Regions from separate parts of the Gossypium hirsutum genome. Here region 2 is linked to region 1. A link is a contact called in public Hi-C data. All regions are on one chromosome and are shown on one strand. The core of a region is the stretch at or near the end of the contact, and the rest is flanking DNA. Distances in the headings are between cores, read along the strand shown.

What was found. A called contact is a pair of places that touch in the nucleus more often than the background predicts.
Region 2: a contact with region 1 is called in a Hi-C map of hypocotyl, with 3 times the contacts expected there. The contact joins the promoter of LOC107901647 here to the promoter of LOC107901650 in region 1. A contact is called at or near these places in 4 of 34 Hi-C or Micro-C datasets (hypocotyl, leaf and petal).

Annotation. Positions count from the first base shown.
Region 1 is chrD06:25,544,339-25,551,473 of Gossypium_hirsutum_v2.1, reverse strand. It overlaps LOC107901650 (ER membrane protein complex subunit 4), which reads right to left and starts at 4,113. Exons shown (of 6, transcript XM_016827727.2): 1 at 3,797-4,113; 2 at 3,644-3,700; 3 at 2,811-2,964; 4 at 2,286-2,383; 5 at 2,121-2,186; 6 at 1,378-1,720. The coding sequence starts at 3,925. The coding sequence ends at 1,685.
Region 2 is chrD06:25,709,199-25,716,333 of Gossypium_hirsutum_v2.1, reverse strand. It overlaps LOC107901647, which reads right to left and starts at 3,017. Exons shown (of 14, transcript XM_016827722.2): 1 at 2,354-3,017; 2 at 1,928-2,030; 3 at 1,564-1,810; 4 at 1,241-1,282; 5 at 173-244; 6 at 1-44. The coding sequence starts at 2,411.

The DNA of each region.
Region 1 (7,135 bases), core at 2,864-5,363:
GAAAACGAGAGGTGGATGGGTTCACGATTTATCATCATCATTATCATGTAATTCTTCAACTTTATATATATATATATCTACAGTACTTTTTTGTAGAAGTAATTTTAAAAATTTGTGATGTGGTTATTAAAAAATAATTTGTTATATGTTTTTTTAATATTTACATTTTAAAATATTTAATTATATTTTTATAAAACATTTGTCCACTCTTATTAATATACCAAATATTATTTCATATACATAAAGAGTTGAAAATATTTAACAGATCTCTTTATTACAAGAGCTTTACTAAATTAGTATAACTATTATTAAATAAATTAATTTAATCGAGTTTTAGAAAAATGTCATTAAAGTTAATTATAATTTAAACTTTTATTACTCTATAAATGATATTTTATTTTGAGTTAAAAGTTGGAGATAGGAAGAAGTAGAAGCGTAGGTTGAATTCATGATATATAGTTGAAACCACTAATCAAATAATTGCAATTTAGATAATTTATAGGTTCCATGCCATTGGATTGGCTAATGAAATGCAAAGCAAAGACAAAAATATTGATTCTCATTATCTTTCAAACTTTATATCAAATTATAGGCTTAAGTGGTTCAGGCACATTCCCATCACCGGGAAATAATTGAAAAAACGAACAAATTTATTCAAACCATCAATTAGATTTTGATTTTTAGTCTATTTAATTCGGTGTAATTTTAACAATTACCTAATTATATTCAATTCAATTCAGTTCTCAATTATGATTATCTAAGTCGAATTTTATTTTTATTTAAATAAGCAAAAACAAAAACTTTGGAATATTATATGAAATATTTTCTCTTTATAAAAAAAAAATTTAGAACCAATCTAAATCGGTTAAATTTGATTCGGTTACCCTTGATTCACATTCCAATTTAAACCTTACATTTCTTTTTCATTGATAATATCATTCCATCATAGAATCCTCCAAGTCCACATAAGTTCCTCATGTTCTGACGAAAAAGAAAAACAGTTTGATTTGAAGTATTTGTCTATTTCTACTCGGTGTGAAACCGTGGCAGAATACGTTCAAGATTTCCGTCTCCAATCCTTCCCGGCTAAACCAAAATGTGAAAGCGTTGAATTTGCGAAGACTTGAATCCCTACATCATCCCAACTATAGAAACACTTGTGCTTTTAAGAATTATTTTTTCACCATAGTTTAGTCAAAAAGATAGCAATAAATTAATTTTAATTAGCAATAATTAATCACTACCATAACTTATTTTTAACACAAAAAATATTTTAATTTATTTTGAAAAAAATTTTACTCATCTTTCTGATTTCATATTTAAGTTTAAAATTGTACTAATTATTCTTTATTTTATGTCTAATTATTTTAGCACATGTATTAAATATTCTCTTTATTACATAGCATCAATTTTTTTAGCATAGTTTAAGATTTTAGCAAGTTTATATAAAAATACAACAAACCTCTACATCTCTTAATCATGCCATGCAACATTGCAGCTAACATGGTTCATCAAATTTTAAGAGGGAAGGGGGGGCGGGGGGAATGAAAATCTATAGTGGTCTTCCTCTTCTACATCTCCAAAAGACATAGGTATAAACATCCAAATTCTTTCTACCTATCTTTGCAACTTCCCCTCACTGGCACCAGAAATTTGTCTGAGAATCAGACGCACGAAGACGATATTACAGAGGAATACCCCCACCTGAATATTCAACCTCCTGCAAATTTGATCAATTTAAAGCTAGAGTTAGTAGAAGGCTCCATATAACACCATAGACAAAGGCAGAGCATTAGTTACTCTAAGTCTAACCATTTGATAACAATGACAGCCAAATATGTTTAACAAGTATGAATAAATTTGTTGAGACAATTCAAATAGATTTTAAATAGCCATTAGCAAGTAACTCCCTCCCCACTTTAAATCAAATCCACGACAAAATATTCCCAGAAAATATCAAACATCATCAGCCGTTACTTTTGATGTGACGTAGCTTTCACTAATCCTGCCTCCTCCCTTTAAATTTTCAGTTAAAAATTTAATTGCTGGATTTTGCCAAGTTCTTGGAACAAGATCTGAAAATTAAGTTTGCAAGAAGCAAAAAGGAAGAAGGGATAAACCTGAGCTGGGGACAAGGATGACACCCAGTCGGATGCATGTGTAGGAAGGAGTCCCAATGTATTAAGCTGCCAAAACATAAGAAACAAAGTAAGAAAATGCAAAGGGTTAGAAAACACAGGTTTTGAAAATTCCACTAAGAAGATGCAAAGGTAAATGCAGCTCACCTTCCAAACACCAAGTGCTAAACCACCCAAATTAAGAGCAATGAAAAGCAACTTAGGTCCAAGAAGATCTACTTTATTGTCTTTATACGGTTCAAAAACTGCAAAATCAAAATGAAATTTGGATGAATCAAACTAGAAATAGAAATTGCACAACCATAACATCTGAAGAACAGAAAATCTAGCCTTTCGTGGCACTTGGTGGGCTGGAGGTTGCTTGTGTATTGTATACACTTTACAAGAGGGAAATCAGCTACTATGTCTACCGATAAAAAGGAGAGATATAGCAGTAAACTGGATAGGTTTCTTCAGAATACTTAAGTGGCAATCATTAGTAACCTCGCGGTTATAAGGGTTTAACATTTCATTCTTGGATAGGATAACTTGCCCCTCTTAATCTTTCCTCTTATGACTGTTTCACTACTTTTATGAGTACAAGGTAGAACAAGTAATAAAGAACAAAGGGTAAAGACATCCCTAACTAACAATACAGCATAAGAGAAAAATAAAAATCATAGCTTAGCTTACCCTTCCCAACCCCTTGAAGAGCACTAATAGGTTGCCAAAGTGCTGAAAAAGTGATACCAATGCTGAAGAGATGCACTGTACTGCCAGCCATCCACATCATGAAGCCCATCATTAGCAAATTCTTGAAAGGTGCTTGTGCAACTTCCCATGCTTTCTGTTCAAAAGTAATAGAAATATAATCTTAAATCAGTTATATTTTTCCATATTGTGCCTCTGCTTTTACCTTGAAAACCTAATTGCAAAAAAGGAACTCTTACCTAAATGACCACCTAGACCAGTAAAAAACTTCATTGATATAGTTCAATGTTGCCATCAAATACTACGTCCATCTACTGAATCAATCAATCACTAGACCTCAACCATGCAACAAGAAAAGAAATCTCTGCTTCCCCTTTACCTTTTTCTTTTAAACACCAACTCAATGTACTATGAAACACCTACTGAACTTACAATTGATTTAAGGTCATAGTTATAGTAAACTAAGAACCTCGACAATCCATGCATCATTAAATAGCCAGTGGCTGCTGCTTTGCCACAATACAGACCTTAGTACGTAATTTCTAAATAGAAGTGGCACCAGACAAATGTTGTAAACATTTTCTCAGATGCTGGAACTCAATCCTATAGATCCATTAAATTTACTTAATGATGGTTTGTGACTACAGTTTTGCAGTTGAATTGATCCATAAGTTTTCATCACAAACACTTAAATCCCTAACAGTTGAATACTTCAAATCTTTAAGATGCAAAACGAAACCAACTCAAATCGTTAATTAAGCATCTCCTTACTGTTCTTCGATACTAAGTAAACTACAGAGAGAGAAAAAAAGTACCTGAGCTTTCCAATTGGCTTCAGCATCCTTCTTTTGGCGACTCACAGCCGAATCGTCCTGTCAAAAATACAAAGGTGAAGTTGAAACCCTATCATAATAACAAAATTGAAAGCGAGTTGTTCATTTGAGATGAGAAAAGGCAAAAAGGGGAACCTGATCGACGGAAGCACGAGTGAAGCCGGGGGGATCGGGGATGTCACGCGATGAAGGAGCGGTGGAATTATCAGAGAAATCGACGGCCCATCTTCGGCCGGCACCCATTACTCCTTTTCCCTTCTCCATTGTCCTTTTGCTTCTGATTAATTTCCTTTCACTAAAATATATTAGAGCTCTTCATGGATCCGATACCCATCTATATCCGAACATTCAAGGTGTAAGGTTACGATTGGATCGCTATAACGGAGTACGGTTCTAATTGAATATAGCAATAATATATTAGAGTTGCAATGAAATAAACCCCTAACCAATAATTCAATTATTTGGTTAAATAAAATGGAATAAAACTCTAATAATATTGTTGTGTTTGGTTGAATACAATAAATATTGTAATAATATAAGTAAACTGTCTTAAATGACCAAAGTACCCTTAACAAAATTTTTTTAGGTAGATCTGTTATTCTTATTAAATTTTAATAAAATTATTGTTAAATATATTTTATTAAAAATAATAATAAATAATTTAATCATATTTTAACATAATTATTAAATACAATTTAATAAAATAATATATAATTTAACAATATTCTTAATATAATTATTATATGAATTAAAAAAATCATAATATATAATATTATAAAAATAATATATAACCTACTTTATTATTTTTAAACTGCAATACATATTTAATTTGCTAAAATATCATTAGTGGAACAAATAATTTAATTATTCTACAATAAAAAACAAAATATTAGAAGTTATAAATAGCTTGAGAATTATATTTCACATCCAAACATAATATTCATATATTAACAAAAAGTTACATGATTTCATTAGCTTATATATCATAATCCATATGTTAAATTTTACAACATCAAAAAGTTACAACATTTTAATGACATTCTATCATGTCATTATACCATCCAAATATTACAAACACAAAAAGTTACCGAAATACCATCAACACAACCATGATTTTTAATGGTCAGCAAGAAATCTTTTGACCCATTCCAATCACACAGAAGAAGGTAAACTAAAGAAAATGAACATTTGCGTTGGATGGTCTGGAATTTTGCTCAACTTGCGATAGCGCTCATCCTCAGTTAAACCTTCTACTTCACTTAACGTTGGATATAATTTTAGAGCACTTTCTTGAATGGTCATTTTTTACTTTTGTTGAATTAGCACTTCGGAGGCAAAACTCCTACTGATTTCAAGGCCAATGGTTCATATGTTTTTCGCCAATAAAGTGGCAGCATCAGTAAATGAAGTAGAAGAAATATGATAACTTGCATTAAAAATCTTTTTTCTCTTCTTTGAAAATGTGGAATCACCTTGGTTTCTAGGTTGTTGCAGTTGTGTAGCTGAAAGATCCATGTCATCCAAAGAAACATTAGCTTCGCATCCATGGAAATCATTTCTTTCTTCATGAGTATTTGTAGTAGCTACATCCTCAATATCTATTTCTTCAATAATATCAGCGCCTGTTTGAGCATCTTTCCCAGTGGCTCGATCTTTTGCGTAGATGGCAGTAAATTTGTCATAATAAGGGAAACTACGATGTTTGAATTGACCGGCTTCTTAATGACTCTATAAAGAATGACGAATCCATATTAGATATAAGTTTGGTCAAAATAAGATAATAAAGACTTGAAATAATTCTTACATTTATATATGAATTCCACACAGCATATTCAGCAATAACAAGCTGCCTATGCTCGTCCCAACCAAAACCGCTATTGTTTTTTCCACTAAGCATGTCATAAATGATTGCCCAATCCCTTTTCAATGTCCTAATCCTCGATTCAAGATTAAGTTTAACCTTCAAAATAGCATGGGGTAAAACTTTTTCTAACATTTTTCCAGCTCATTTAAATAATCGGCTTTGAATCTCGTATTTGCATTAAAGGTTCCAACATTGTGCAAGTCAACCAAATAGGAAACCAACGAATCATCTTCTTCTGAAACCCATTTCCTTTTGGTTCTTCAAGAATTTTGAGAATAAACACTTGATTGTGAAAAACCTGACATAACTATCTTAAGAAAAACGCAAATTAAAATTAAGTTCAATATTATGAATCAAAAAGTCAACACTTTATAAAATTATAACACATGATGAATAAAAAGAAAATAAATTATAATTCAACAAGTCTTGTACAATGCAAAAAACAATTCAAACACCACCAAAGTTTCATAAACTAGATACATGAAATAACATAAACAAATTAACGTTTACTATTTTACCCTAAACCTAACTAATTTCTAGATGTTTGCCATTTATCAAACATTTGATTGGTTAGTTTCATCCTCCAAGTAGCCCATGCATCCGATGGATGAATATTTACGATATTCGGTTCATCGTCATTTATCATATTACTAGGTAATCTTTCTCCCAACTCCGCGTCAATAGGATCAAGACTTATATAGGTTTGAATAAAATTATGGAGAAAACAACATGCAATAATGATTCTATTGTGCACCCTCACAGGATAGAATGATGGACTTCTAAGTATTCCCCATCTAAGTTTTAATAACCCAAAGCATCTTTCAATAACATTACTCGCTGAAGCATGTTCAATATTGAAAAATTCTTCTGGAGTACTTGGCTAGTAACCTTAACGCTACTCATTCAAATGATATCTTTTTCCTCTAAAAGGCGCAAGAAATCCCTCACAATTTGTGTATGCAACATCAACTAGGTAATAACAACCTATAAAATAACTATTTATCATGGTTAATTTCCCCAAAAAGTATGATCTTAAAAATTAATTCAAATTCCTCTAATTTTGCACTTTACCATGAGGAACTTTTAGTCCATGTCTCCTACTAATAGCATCTTGAAAAACCCATCCATCAGTAACAGAACCTTCCTAACTAGGAAGAACATAAACAAAATGCATATCTGGTGTACAAACACCTAACATATTTGTTGAGATATCACATTTTCACATTCGATATCTACGTTTATCAATTGTTGAAACCCTAATCTTGATATGGGTTTCATCTAAAGCACTTAAGCAATCTACATCACATGTATAAAACCTCAGGTTAGGATACTATATTTAAATCTAAATCAACTAAATTATGTACAAGCTATATATGAAACTCAATCCAATACATTGAACCATTTCCACCTTAGGCCTGTAGAATTAGCTGTAATTGGCTCTCCTTTTTTAAATAACACATCTTGTAAGCGTATGACAACATTTAAAACATTGTGAAATGATTTGCTAACGGTTTCCCCGAACCTATTAAAGTGATACTTGATAACTCGATTTTTAATGTGATGAGAAATGATATGTAAAAACATTTTCACTTGCTCATTAACAAGTATGC
Region 2 (7,135 bases), core at 1,768-4,267, 170 kb before region 1:
ATAGATTTTTTTGCAATACGAGTCGGGAATGGGGGAATTTGATCCTGGCATTAATAGAAAAGGTGCAAATCAGAAAGAAAACAAATGGACAAAGATAAACATGAATAATTCATAAATCTCAACAATTTAACCCATAGCTGTATACGTATGGTTGAGGAAAGGGGCTGTATACCTGTAACTTAGCAAGCTCTTGGCAATAGACAGGTGGCAATATATCTGCTCTTGTGCTCAAAGCCTGTCCAAGCTGCATACCCAAATAAAAGTAGACCAAAGTTATAAGTTTTGTCCAGGAGGATTAAGAGAAATAAATGGGTTAAGACATTTTATTTTATTTTATTTTTCTACTTGCTTTTATCTCTAGAAATTAAACGCAAAAGGTTTGTTTGATACAAAAGCAAACAATAAAACAAATATAAGCTTGCATGTCTATAGCCTACGTCAATGAGCAACCATCAAGTCTTCAAACTCCTTATCAAAAGTTAACATCAATACTTGAATTTCAGACCCATAATAGATCTCCACACATTGGTTCCAATTAAACGAAAAGCAGAACAGAACAGTAAAGTTTGCAAAATTTTGTAATGATTAAATTCTGCTATTAGTCCTTGTACTTTGCAAAAGTTGTGGATTTAGTCCCTGTACTTTAATTTGATTAATTATAGTCCTTGCACTTTTTGAATTGGTCAATTTTAGTCCATGTACTTTTTGAATTTTGAAAATTTAGTCCTGACCCAATCAATAGCAGTTCAAACTGTTTGGTTAAATTTAATTAATAGTCCAGTACTATGCATATAATAGTAGATTTAGTCCATATTCTCCAATTGGATCAAATTCTATAGTTTTCGAATTTTGAAATTTTAGCCTTGATGCAAATGACAATCGTTAACCATTAACTGAATTTTTAATGCATAATATGTGGAAATAACAAGCTGATATGACATTCACATATGATACCATGTTTGATGCATCAAATTTTGGAAATAGTAGAACTTAATGAATTTAACAGTTACCGTTTGGTGATGAGTTAAATTTTAAAATTTGAAAAGGATTGAAAATGACCATATTAAAGTATAGGGACTAAATCCAGAACTTTCACAAAGTACAGGGACTAATAATAGAATTTAACTTTCTGTAAAACTCTGGTAAAGGGAAACTAGAATAAACAAAGCCCAATAAGAAACTTAATGGAACAGTTCGGAATAAATAAAGAGTACGATAAAGCAAAGATAAAGGAACTTACCTTAACATAGAAAGGACCCAAGCGGATTAACATCTCACGAAACTGAAAGAATGTAAAAAATACAATAAGCTTGTTGTAACCAAAAAAAAAGAAAAAAAAAAGAGGAAATAGGAAATTATGATAGTTTCAGCAAAACCATTGGCCAAATAACATGAAATTGCAACACGAAAGCAAGCAAACTTCTAGTACAAAGTCAGCCAGATTATGCTAAGGTTTCGATGTTTTACTCTGCTCTCATATTGGATGAATATAGCATGCAAGAATAATAGAACCAATTCAAGTTATTAAACAGAACATGTTTAAGAATAAAATTCATATAATACCTTCACAGCACGCTCTTTTATGTCTCGAAAAAAGAATTGCCAAATGGTCAACTTCAATACATGAAATGAAATGATAGCTGCTCTATACAAAGCCAGAAATGGGCCAAATCGGTATACAGCAGAAACACTTGTTGAGCTGTGCGTCCCAACAGTATGCCCAAATTCACTTTCCAATGATTCTTTCCTCAGCTTAGCATACTCTGCAGAAGGCCTCTCACCGTGCACACTGGCAAAACCTGTTGAAAACCTGCACAAAAAAGGTAAAAAAAACAAATGTTAGAGACACTCCACATTCACCAGACCAATTTATTACATAACCCAATTCCAAGCAGCAAAATTTAGTGGTAAATATGAATGCACTTACAGATGTTGTTGCAACAAGTATAATCGATGCCTGGTATCCATCTGAACTTCCGGAGAAACAGAATAACGCAGCATAGTTCCAACATGTCTATTATGGTTTACAGCTGCAAGCAGTATAAGTAATCAACTAATATAAAAAGTAACATCCACATATACTCAAGGTCGTAAGAACATTACTAAATGAACAACCGAAGGTAAAACAAATATGACCAACAAAATATTACTTCCGGGAAGTTCCAGAAATGCCCAACTCGGTGCTATAAAAGTGCTTCACAATCCTAAAACTTAAATTATCAGGATAATACTAGCATCGAAGAAAATTAAGCACAGTGCAGCAATAGGAAATCAAAGAACAATTGATATTAATGTTGATAGAATAATAAGCGGGGACGGAAAAGGAAAGACTAATAGAAAGGAAGAATGATACCAGTGGAGAGCAATGTGAGACGGCGATGACGGTTGAGAGTAGCGAAGACATTCCTCATTGAGCGAACGGTACAAAGGAAAGCGAAAGAAGTCGAGCACCTACCTAAGATTTGAGTCGTGCTCACAACTTGTTTGTGAAAATGCGTCTTTGAACGAAGCTTGTGATTGGGACCAGGTTACGAAACTTTTTCTATATTTTTTTCTTCCGATTGTAGAAATGTTGCCACGTTATATGTCTACATGAAGCAGCTACCATTAACCAACCGCCAACCGCCTTATACGTATTATTTGTTAAATAGAGAAAAAATTTGAATGTTAAACTATTCTCTACGTACCTAAATATTTTCTATATTTAAAAGTTAAAATATTTAATTTTTCAAATTTAAAATTTTAAAAATTTGCATCTAATTATTATCATCATTAAAAAAATTTATTAAATCTTTTGGTATAAGTTTTTGAAATTAAAATAGTTTATTTGGTAGTTATATAATAATAGAAATAAAGTTGAAAATATTAATTAAGGTTTAAAAAAAATACTCATTCAAACTTGTCATGATAAAATAATTTTTTTATATCAATAATTAAAAATATTAACTATTTAGATTTACTAATGATATTATAAAAGAAGATTGATCAAATTATGTCAAAACTAAAATATATTGATTACATCTCAAATTTCAACCTAAAGGCCAAATTTGAAATTTGATCATCTGTCTTATAATGTAAAAAGTAAAATAAAGAAAAAAGAAAAAAAAAGCAGCACAAACTTAAAAGAAAAAAGCCACATGTTAGTCTCGAAAAGTTCTCAAGGCATTTAAATTGTGTATAACTATGTAATATTTTAATCAAAAAGTTTACAATATTAACTATTTGGACTAATTAATAACATTATAAGAATATAAATACCCAATTATGTTAGAAATTAAAGCATAGAGATTAAATCTCAAAACTAAACATAATAGAAGAATTAAGAATAAAAGTTAACAATATTTCTAAAATGTAAAAAAGAAAAGAAGGGAAAAGAAAAGCATCCGACATGTCATCTTTGGACCTTCCTTTTATATAGTTGATAGATATTAGACACCTCCACTCTAGCCTCCAACTTCAAATTTCAATCCGATCCAATTGAACTTCAGTTCAATCAAATCCAATTTAACCATAAAAAGAATCGACAATCTGAATGAGCTCACATAATTTGTAATGACTCGAATTCAAAAAGAGTCTAACACAAAGTAATTTGATATGCAATGAGCTTAGCACGAATTTGTATTCAAATCAACAGTAATTTTGGAAAAGAAACCCTCATAATTAGAGGTATTCATGAGCAAAGCTAGATTAGGTTTAAGTCGAGTTTAAGTATAACATTAACACACTTTATATTTATTCAAGTCTAGTTCGACCTAAAATATGAGTTTAAAATTTTACCTAAACTTGCCCATACTTGTAAATGGTTAATCTAAGCCGATTTTAACCCGCTCATATCATATTAAATTTTTGACAAATATTTATATTACTTATAATTCAAGTTTAATAAATTTATATATTTTCTCATTTATTGAAATTCTATACCTAGTCAACTTAATTTTTTTAATGTTTACATTATCGTTTATATATTATTATAGATTTAATTTTTTTATGTGTTCTAAATTACATAACATATTACAACATAAACCATCGAAGGGATCTACTGTCACCACCACGAACTTTCGCTGCCGCCACAGTTGACGTCGTTGTCATCTTCAGACCGCCGCTGACCACTATGGACTATCATTGAGTTGCCTCTGGCCACTATCGGGCACCATCGAACTGTGGTCGGGTCACCACCAACCACCGTCAGCCATCACCAACTACTGTAAGGCCATCGCCGTCAACGACCACCGTCAGTCTTTTGCCAGTTGGTTGGGTTGGGTTTGTGTCGTCTTAATCAATCTTGGATGCATCCTGGTTCTCCGAGTTTTGCCAAAAAAATTGGTTACATAAGACTTATGTTCATTTTCGACTCACGTGAATTATTCTAAAAATTAAATAAAACCTACATGGAGATGATAGTCCACGATCTAATTACATATCCCAAAAATTATTAAAATAATAATTACAACCACTTTAATTTATAGGAATCACAATTTTGGCAAAATTATTTTATCATATAAATAATAAAATAATATAAAACATTCATTCATAAATGTAACGCAAAACATGCTAATAATTATAAGAATGTCACATCTTATAAAAAATTAACCAAACATGAAGATGAGAGAAAATTTTGGTATCAATTTATACTACAAACATAGCACAACCTGGCTTTGATACCGATTGTTGGAAAAATCCGATTTAATAAATGGTTTTGTGTCACAGCAAAAAACTAAAATTTTAAAAATCAAGCTGGTTTGTGGTATTTGTAACAATAAGCTTTTCCTGAAAAGTACAAGTGCTTTGTGCTAGACAGATCCTTTCCATTTTCGGCTTTCAACCGAATGGTCTTCTCCGCTATTCTTGTACCATGAATCGCTTCAAGTGTGGGCTCAAACAATCACGAACCAAACATAGAATCATAAATAATTTTCTTCCTTTCAGTAAGAAAGTTAATCTCTCTCTATAAAAACCAACAGAATTATTATTCTCGAAAAATAAAATTTTTACTTAGAAATAATTTCTCACTTTCAGGCAAAATAACAATATCTCAAAGTTGTATATGACTTGTGTATATAGCCTTACCGGTGTTATCTATTTATAGGGAGAAATAGAAAAATCCTAGTTGAATTAGTAAAATACATATAATACTTATCTGATAGAAAAACTAGTCCCCTAATTTTACTAGGAGAGAGGTGATAAGTGCTAAAAGCAACATGTTTTAACCTCATTCTTAACGCATTTTTGGGTGATTATCTGATGTTAATTGTGAATTTTATACTCCTAATCCTTTAAATTCATGTTTTAGTGCTTAATATAACATTTGGGAGCAAAAGGAGCAAAAAACGAGCAAAAACCAGAGCGTCGGAACAAGTTGAAGGAGTCACACGGGCTACACCTTTTCACACGGCCAAACCACACGGCAGTGTCAATTTAACGAGATTGTGTAGTGAACAGCAGAAAGTTGTGATTTTTAGGTTTTTCGAGCATTCTAAGACATATATATGACAAAAATAAAAAGATAGGAGGGAGCCGCCAGAGAATACTCAAGAAAACAACTTGAAAAACACCATTGAAGTCAACTTTGAAACATATTTCTGTGAAGATTGAAGATTCCCAGTTGATTTCTTAGGAAGTTGTCATGAGTTTCTTTATTTCTTTCGGTTATACTGTATCTTGGATGTTTTTATTTTCAAACATGAACTAATTTTCTAAATACCTAGGGGAGATGAACCCTATGATGGATTCTGTCATTTGTTTTTATTTTATGTAATAAATACCTAATTTCTTATTCTCAATTATATGTGCTTAATTCTTGGTGTGATATTTCTAGATTATTGATCCATGTTCGATATGCTTAAATCGGTGGTTGAGTAGACCCTGTTTAAGATTAGATCTTGCATAATTGAATGGAGTTGTATGCAATCCTAGAAATAGGACGACATAAATCTATTGGATTAGTGTCAAATCTAATAGGGGAATCCATAGCATGAGTTAATGCGATAATACGGGTTTTAATTTTAAAGAAATTTCAATTAATCAACCTAGATTCAATTGCTCTTATGCTTAAAAGAGATATTAGCATAATTTAGAGATTTCTACGGATCAAGTTGCCAAGTAAAGAAATTGCGTAATTTAGATTGATAGTGACAAATGAATCTGGGTGGATTCTTTCCTAAATATTGTTTCGTTTCTTGGTTGTTATTCAATTATTTTCGTGTTTTGTTTTCTGTCGCATTCATTAGTTAATTAAATAGTTAATTTTAGTTTTAATCGATCATTTGAATTATTCGGTTAAATAATAAAAATACAATAATTACTAGTACTGGTAGTCCTCGTGGGAACAATATCTTTGCTTACCGTAACTATACTACCAATTGATAAGTGCACTTTCCGTACTCAAAATTTTAGTTAGTTTCATGACCATCAAGAGGGAGTAGTATTGAGCCTCTCATGTATTGGGACCAATTATATGTGCTTCCTAGACTTTTAACTCAGTACTTTATAATTTAATCCAACCAATACATGTTTTTCTATTTCCCAAAATAAATGTTATTTATTAAATCAATTTAAATTAATTAATTTTCTAGTTAAATAATTTTCTCAACCCAATTCAAATTTCATTAGAGTCATAACAACTTTACCATAAAAGAATCTATAAGAAAAAATATTTAATTTTCATATTCAACGAAATCAAAATGACCAATTAATTTAAGTCTATTTTGGAAATTCAATTATTTAATTAATAATCATTCGAAAAAAATTAAATTAATTCTCAAGTCATTTCCAAACTCAGTGAGAAACCACATTCATTTTCGAATGTAACACATTTCTTTAACTTATCATTTCTATTCATTTATGTTTATTTGAGTCTACATGCAATTCATTTCTGGTTTCAACAAGCTAGTAGAGAGACCAATTGGACATATGTAATTAGGGCTCAAATGATTTATAATTAAGTTCCAACTTTTTTCCTATTAATTGTAAACTCATTTAGGTACGAAGTTATTCTACTATAGTATCGTGACTGTGCTCCCCCTAATTACATACCATTATGAATGCTACTCAATTTGTGCTCGTCTAATGACCTTCTCATAAGTGTGTTACCCTCATAGGATATCCTTAATCTCTTTGGGATAAATTTGTTCTTCTA